Linked DNA regions of Lactuca sativa: region 2 is linked to region 1. Evidence: chromatin contacts called from public Hi-C data. All regions are on one chromosome and are shown on one strand. Each heading gives the region's core, a stretch centred on a gene start, on an enhancer-like site or on the middle of the called end of the contact. The rest is flanking DNA. Distances are from core to core; before and after follow the strand shown. Region 1 holds the start of LOC111889973 (3-beta-hydroxylase). Region 2 holds the start of LOC111896224 (E3 ubiquitin-protein ligase RGLG2).

The links. Hi-C and Micro-C count contacts between places; a contact is called where the count stands out from the background.
Region 2: a Hi-C map of leaf shows a contact between it and region 1, with 4 times the contacts expected there. The contact joins the promoter of LOC111896224 here to the promoter of LOC111889973 in region 1. A contact is called at or near these places in 2 of 4 Hi-C or Micro-C datasets (both in leaf).

What each region holds. Positions count from the first base shown.
Region 1 is chr5:31,347,371-31,351,356 of Lsat_Salinas_v11, forward strand. It overlaps LOC111889973 (3-beta-hydroxylase), which reads left to right and starts at 1,784. Exons shown (of 2, transcript XM_023886126.2): 1 at 1,784-2,705; 2 at 3,141-3,969. The coding sequence starts at 1,818. The coding sequence ends at 3,755.
Region 2 is chr5:31,528,279-31,532,264 of Lsat_Salinas_v11, forward strand. It overlaps LOC111896224 (E3 ubiquitin-protein ligase RGLG2), which reads left to right and starts at 1,695. Exons shown (of 11, transcript XM_023892236.3): 1 at 1,695-1,926; 2 at 2,373-2,717; 3 at 2,791-2,931; 4 at 3,000-3,113; 5 at 3,214-3,311; 6 at 3,460-3,539; 7 at 3,617-3,722; 8 at 3,828-3,955. The coding sequence starts at 2,405.

The DNA.
Region 1 (3,986 bases), core at 534-3,033:
ACTACGTCAATAGATAAGACTCTACTCGACGAGTTAAGGCATCAACTCGTCGAGTTCCTCAATAAAACAATAAATAAATAATTAAATTAACATACCCGAACTCAGGATGTTACATTTAGTATATTCTAACTAAGTTACACTATCACCTTTATTCTTCTTTAGATGACTAGAAGCATCAAATGGGGTGACAACCGGCTTGTCATCATAGTGTCTAATCTTCTTGAGTACACTTTCAATCTAATGGGACTGAGTAAGAGTATAACCATCTGGTCTTCTTTGAACTCTTACACCAATGATCACATCTACTACTCCCAAGTCCTTCATGGAAAAGGAGGAGTGTAGCATTTTCTTGGTTTGATTGATCACATCCAAATTAGTACCCATTATAAGCATATCATCCATATACAAGCATATGATGACACACACATTCTTGTATTGTTTAACATAATCACATTTATCACATTCATTTATTCAAAATCCATTAGAGAGTAAAGTGTTGTCAAACTTCTCATCCCAGTATCTTCATCAACCTTAATCTAAAGCTTCATAACATCTCCGCAAGTTGGGGCACCCACAAGCCCTATTCCAATGGTAGGATCTTGTCGAAGTAATCGTCTTCCGTGAGTTCCCTAGTAAGGCCCTCGCTTAGCTTAGCGAAGAACACACCATCTGCTACAAATCAATACGTAAAAACAAATTACACTAATATGTATGACAATTAGACATCACATCAACCTGCACTGATTTGAAGATGAAATTGCAATGATTTAGAGAAACAAATCGATCGGAAAAAAGAAGAAAGGCTCTAATTTGCAAAACCAAAAATTACTTGTGTCGTTGGTGCGTTGTTGCGCAGGAGTAGAGGTCGCATTGGTGCACTGGTATGTGTCATGGTGAATGTTGATGACGACAATGGTGGGGCGATGTAGGTGAACTGGTTGAAGTCCGACAGCAACCAGCTACAAACACTGTTGATGCACTCTTCGACCGTCTATGTTGGACCGCTTCGCTTGTCGCAGTCCCGACTGCGTTTTCTTGCTCCTTCCACAAAGGTTGTGGCGGAGGCGGTGTCACCAAAGACTAAATCGGAGAAGATGAAAAATCAAGAAGCGAGGTTTGACCAAAATCGGAGAAAATATGGAAAAAATGAAGAAGGTATAGATGAATATGAGGGTGAAATCGATGTAAAGGCGGTAGAAAGCGGTGGGAAGCAGATGGAATATGTGAGGGAATGAAAAGTTGATCAATTGAGAAGAAGCCGGTCACTACTGGACAAACTATTTAGCCGATGCACAGTAAGAATTGGAGCCGAACTTGAAACCAACCAGTCAAACATAAGATAGTTTAGCTTGGTTCAAAACCGAACAATGTAAATAAGCACACTTGAGTTTTATTGTATGATAAATATGTTTGAATAAGTAAAACTTGACTATGAAGTGTAATAATCTATTACATTACTTGGTATATACTATTATGTTCATTCCATTTATTTGTTATATACTAGACTACTACTAGTATTTCACAATCACAAACGTCTAACTTCAAATTTGGAAAAGAAAAATAGTACTGAATATGGTTCAATTTTTCTATACACTAAAAATATTAATCCTAAGCTTTTGTATTATTTTAAATTGTATATACATGTTAGTTTTTTTAATTGATATATTTGTTATATATCCATGTTTATCTCAATACCGCTTGATATTGACGTATTTCAGGTCCACTTTGTACAAAGTCTAAACGTTGACTTTGAATTTATAAGCATATTGAGTCATTATTCAAAGTTGTTTAGCAAAGTAGATTGCAGATTTGCAGCCATGTTTCCCTCTGTAGAGACTTTGATCCTCTTCTTAACACCATTTTTCCTTTTGATGATTTTTATCCATATCAAATGGATTTCATCGCATTCGAATGCTACCAAAAACTTACCACCATCTGTACGAAGGTTTCCAATCATCGGAAACCTACACCAACTAGGCTCAGCCCCTCACCGTTCTCTGAGGACATTAGCCCAGAAACATGGTCCGCTAGTCTTGATTCATTTAGGCAGCGTGCCTGTAGTTCTAGCTTCCTCCGCTGAAGCAGCTCAAGAAATCATGAAAACCCATGATCTAATATTCTCAAACAGACCCGATATGGGTATTCTCAATAGATTGACTTACAATGCTAAAAACGTAGGATTTGCAGGTTATGGAGAATATTGGAGGCAGGCAAAAAGTCTTCATGTCCTCCACCTCCTAAGTGCAAAAAGAGTTGACTTGTTCCAACATGTCAGAGAAGACGAGATAGCTCTTATGATCAATATGATTGAAAACAACAGTGATTGTGTGATCGACTTAAGCAAGATTATTGTCTCGCTTACGAGTGATATCATCTGTCGGATAGCTTTGGGACGGAAATATGACAAGAAGTTTACTGACTTGACAACGAGGTTAATGGAGATGTTGGGTGTGTTTAGCGTTGGAAGCTATATTCCATATCTTTCGGTTGTGGATCGTTTAATTGGTTTGGAAGCAAGAGCGGATAAACTTGCGAAAGAATTTGATGTGTTTCTGGAGGGTGTAATCGAAGACCACTCGGATAGAAATATAAGAATGGTTAGTGGTGGTGGAAGGCAAGATGTGGTTGACATCTTACTAGAAATTCAAAGAGAACAAACCACCGACTTTCTTGTTCATAGAGATACCATTAAAGCTTTAATCTTGGTAAGCAAATGTCCTAAACTTTTAATATTAGTCTAGAAGACGCAACTTCTATCCTTTTACTAAATAACCAAAATTCCGAAATTGGGTGTTTCCGTTTTTTAATGGTATAGTGTGTTCAGTACAAAAATGATACATTTTTTTGAAATTTTGGATTTGGGATATGTTTTTTAAATTTTGGAAAAGTTTCTTTTTTTACTTTGTTTAGCCCAAAATCTGAAATTTACTTTTTTTTTTTTTTGGTATGACATCAAGTTATTTTGAGACAAAGCAGATTTATCCTGAAATATACATTTTCGGGCATGATGGCCATATGGCTAACTAAACAAAATTGTGTCATTTTCCTATATTTTCTCCCAATCATGTGGTCAGTTTTGTGATTATCCCTATATAAATCTTGGAGAAGTAGTTAGTTTAAACTTTCTATGTTTGATGAAGGAAATGTTTGTTGCTGGGACGGATACTACATTCACAACTCTTGAGTGGGCAATCTCTGAGCTAATAAGACATCCAAGAGCAATGAAAAGACTCTTACAAGAACTAAGAGAAATAGCCCAACAAAAACCTAGAATCACAGAGGAAGATCTAGAGAACACACAACACCCATACTTAGAAGCTGTACTAAAAGAGAGCATGCGGTTGCATACTCCACTTCCACTACTTGTTCCTCGAGAATCAACACAAGATGTCAAACTTATGGACTACGACATTGCAGTTGGAACTCGGGTGATGATTAATGCATGGGCGATATCAAGAGATCCTAATATATGGGAAGAACCAGAAGAGTTTATGCCAGAAAGATTCTTGAATAGTAGCATTGACTACAAAGGTCTTGACTTTGAACTTCTTCCCTTTGGTGGGGGGAGAAGAAAGTGCCCTGGTATTCATTTTGCTATGGCTATTAACAAGCTTGCTTTAGCAAATTTAGTGTACAAGTTTGACTTCAAAGTGCCAAATGAAGGGAAAGTGGAAGAATTGGACATGAGTGAGTCTAGTGGGCTTACAGTCCATAGGAAGTACCCTTTGCTTGTTATACCAAATACTCGTTTTTAGATTTTATTCAAAGTTTGATGCTACATTGATCTAGGGTAGTAGGATACCTTGGAAAACATTTGTTTGATAATCCCTAAATTTTATAGCTTGTGTCTATTGTTTTTAGTTGTCAAAATATGTATATGTATATGAATGTTTATGTGTGCTTTAACTTTGGTAAGAATATTCCCCAAAAAAGTTATCTTTGTAGAAATGACAAATGGAAGTCTTTTAACATGCATTTGCACTGTT
Region 2 (3,986 bases), core at 445-2,944, 180 kb after region 1:
GTATTTTTTTAAATAAATAATAATAACATTCTTAATATTAGCTTTATGTGATAATAAAAGTAATTTGAAACCTTACACCATAAAACGGGTTACCTTGGTTTACAGCAAAGTTTTGTGTTTTTCTAATTGTAGACTTTTCGGCAATTTATAGTTTTATACCATTGCAATATTATTCTTTAAAATACGTCTCATTAATTTTCTGTTTACTTCTAAATAAATATAATAACAACCTTCTTTCATATATGTTGCCCATTATAACAATGCTACAAAAGCCTATGTTTGCTACTTTTAAACATGTTTATCCAAAATCATTTTTTTTCTTTTGGTGCAAAAACTCAAAACTTAAGGAGGTTTTTTGGCTTCCATTCTTGGTTACCATGCCATATGGCAACCACTTTGGTGATCGTAAAAGCTGACTATTAAAAAAGAGAAAAAAAAGTGTGACCTAGTTTCAAAGATAACTTTTAGGTATCTAAAGCAACATATGTTATAATTTTCTTTTTCTTATACTTATATAGATAGTCTACACCAAGATATGTCAACAATAGAGTTCATATTATTTTTAAGTATAGTCTCATGATGCCATTATTTATGGTAGATGAGATATTCCAAATTTATCGCAATGTATAATTGGATTCTTTCTGGAAGCATGTTGTACAATGTAGAGAGCTCACGTGTTTTAAGTATCGATATGATATGGTTAAGGATGTTTCTTTTTAACATATTTAAATGCATTAATGTTTATGCTAATAAAAAAACACATGTAAATTTTTTGACTAATGTTTTCGAAAGAAGATCAACACTTAAACCACAATGTATGCAAGTTTTGGATGAGAATATATGAGGGAAACATAAATATGTTGATCTAACAAGGGTTTTGTGAGTTTGAGAAACGAATGGTTTATTATAAGACATCTTTATTTAAAAGTTGTATTATGTAAAGTTTCAAAACAAATGAAAACATGCATCAATAATCAATGCTTTATGATATCACTCTTGTTTGATATTTTTAGTTTTGTAGTATGGATTGTGGAGGTTCTCAATAAAATACAATTAATCTTGTATATAGTAATTTTATAACTTCAAAATTTATAATAAGATTTATCATCGTAATTTTTCAAAACAAGAATAATTTTACAATTCATCATAAAGTATTAGAAAGATATGTTGTTGTCTTTTTTTTTATACTAAATATTAATATAATAATTTGTCAAAGCGCGTCTAATCGCGTTATGCAGCGAGTTTTTTTTTCTTCTGATCCACCCTAAAATAATTGAATTTTTGTTAATTTTTTTATACTAAATATTAATATAATAATTCTAAAAACTTGATATATTTGATAAAATTCAATATTTATATGATTTGTTTTAAAAAAAAAATTATATAAAATTGTCGCGTCTTGAAAAACGTGATGGCTCGTCAAGATTTGTCATGACTTAACTTTTATCATGCTGCCAAGCGCATCAAATTATTTATTTAGAACCTTGTTTAAAATCGTCCATTCAAGCTAATTGAAATCAATATTTAAAATTGATTCTTGTTAAGTTATAATTATACAACCATCCAAACGCCCGCTAACAAACAGAAAAGAATGCCCTCGTCCGAATATACGGTCGATCAGCGTCGAGACCCGTGACTCACGGGTTGACACAGTGATAATAGTCGTCATAACCGATAAGCACCGTCGAACCAAAAGGATATACATATATAGCTCACCTACACAACCAGAAGGAACCTTCCCCGAATTAACTACCACTTAGCTTATTCGCACTCAATCCATTCGTATTTTGTTTATTTTGTCAATCCTTTTCCACCTACAAACAAACCCTTGTTATCTCCCTTTCACTTTCACTTTCACTTTCGCTCGAATCTTTTCTTCATTCAGTCCCTCACCGATTCTTGAAGAGGCTATCCACAATTTCTTAGGTAAATCTTCTTATGTTCGACTTTTCTGATTTGGGTTTGTTCGAAAGTTCAATTTTATCGATGCAAATCATGTCAATTTTGATTTTTGAAGTATGCTTTCTTTCTCAGCAATCAGGAAATAGCGACCTGTATGACCTTTTAATGTCAACCTATAGGTCTTCAAAATCAAAATTGCTATGATTTTCTTATTAATTAAATTAAACACCATCTTCAGTTCTTGTAGATCTTAATGTTAATTTTCAATCCAATGAATTGATTTTTCTTTAAAAATGAAATTTGACATTGAATTGGGTTGCTACTTGCTAGTTTAACATCAATAGTCAAAATGTAGCATTCTTTACACTCTACGTTCTCGAATTGATAGTGGATATCAAGATTTGATAGAGTAAACTATATTTCACCCACATTAATTTATTGTTTCGTGCATGTATGTATTGATTCTTCAGAAATCAAAACCCGTGAAGACTGGATTGAGTTCATGGGTGGCAAAAGTTCAAAGAGATCTGTTTCAGGTCGTTATGCATCATATGGCTCGACCTCAAATTCATGGGCCTATCCGCAACCATCGTATCCTCAACCTCCAGTGAGCCAACCGTATGCTTCACCTTCTCCATATCAAAGCTATCCTAATCAAGCTCCCGCAGTTAAGAAGAAACTCGAGAGAAAATATTCAAGAATCGATGATAACTACAACAACTTAGAGCAGGTTACAGATGCCCTGGCGCGTGCGGGTTTGGAATCATCAAATTTGATTGTCGGTGTAGATTTCACCAAAAGCAACGAATGGACAGGTTCGATTAAAACATTAGGGTTTCTCAATTTTCAATAAAAGCTTTTGACATTTCAAACTTTTTTCAATTTTAGGTGCAAGATCGTTTCATAGAAGATGCTTGCATCACATTGGAAACGAAATGAATCCTTATGAAGAAGCAATTTCGATAATTGGAAGGACATTAGCTTCCTTCGATGAGGATAATTTAATTCCTTGTTTTGGATTTGGAGATGGTATGTACTGTGACACTGTCACTGTTACTCTATCACTGTCACTGATTGTAATGTATATAATTTTCCAGCTTCAACGCATGATCAAGAAGTCTTCAGTTTCCTTCCGGATGATAAATTTTGTGATGGATTTGAAGAGGTTTTAAGAAGATACAGAGAATTAGTACCTCAACTACGACTTGCAGGTGGTGAATGGTGATTCTGTTTTCTATAAGTTGTAATTATTTTATTATTATTATTATATTTGTAAAGGTTAATTTATCTTGTTTTTATCCCTCTAAACAGGACCTACCTCATTTGCACCTATTATTGAAATGGCTATCACTATTGTTGAGCAAAGTGGTGGTCAATATCATGTCTTATTAATAATAGCCGATGGGCAGGTAAATTTATTATTAGCCATGATATTAAAATAAAATTGGGTAATTGGGAAATATCAAAATATGGTTTGTTTAAACTGTGAAAAAAAAAAAAAAAAGATAAAATATTTCAATCACTAAAGAAAATAATTTAACTAACTCGATGTTGTAGGTCACGAGAAGCGTTGACACGGAACGCGGTCAACTAAGTCAACAGGAAAGGAAAACTGTCGAAGCAATTGTGAAAGCTAGGTACTATTTGTGATGTCTAGTTTCGTAATTTTACACATGTGGTACTATTTCTGAAATGTTTCTTTCGTGACTTTTAGTGAGTACCCGTTGTCAATAATTCTAGTTGGAGTTGGAGATGGACCATGGGACATGATGAGGGAATTTGACGATAATATCCCTGCCCGATCTTTTGACAATTTTCAGGCAAGTTTTTAGCAAATGTCATTACATTTGTTAGTTACTTGTTTTTTTTTTTTTTTTTTTTTTCTAAATTCTCTATTGATTTAACCTTTTTTTTTTCCATTTTAGTTTGTGAATTTTACAGAAATAATGTCAAAGAATATCGATCGGTCTAGGAAGGAAGCGGAGTTTGCTCTTGCAGCCTTGATGGAAATACCAGCACAGTACAAGGCAACATTAGAGCTCAACATTTTAGGGTAACCTTCTGCTTATTTTTAAACAGAAATT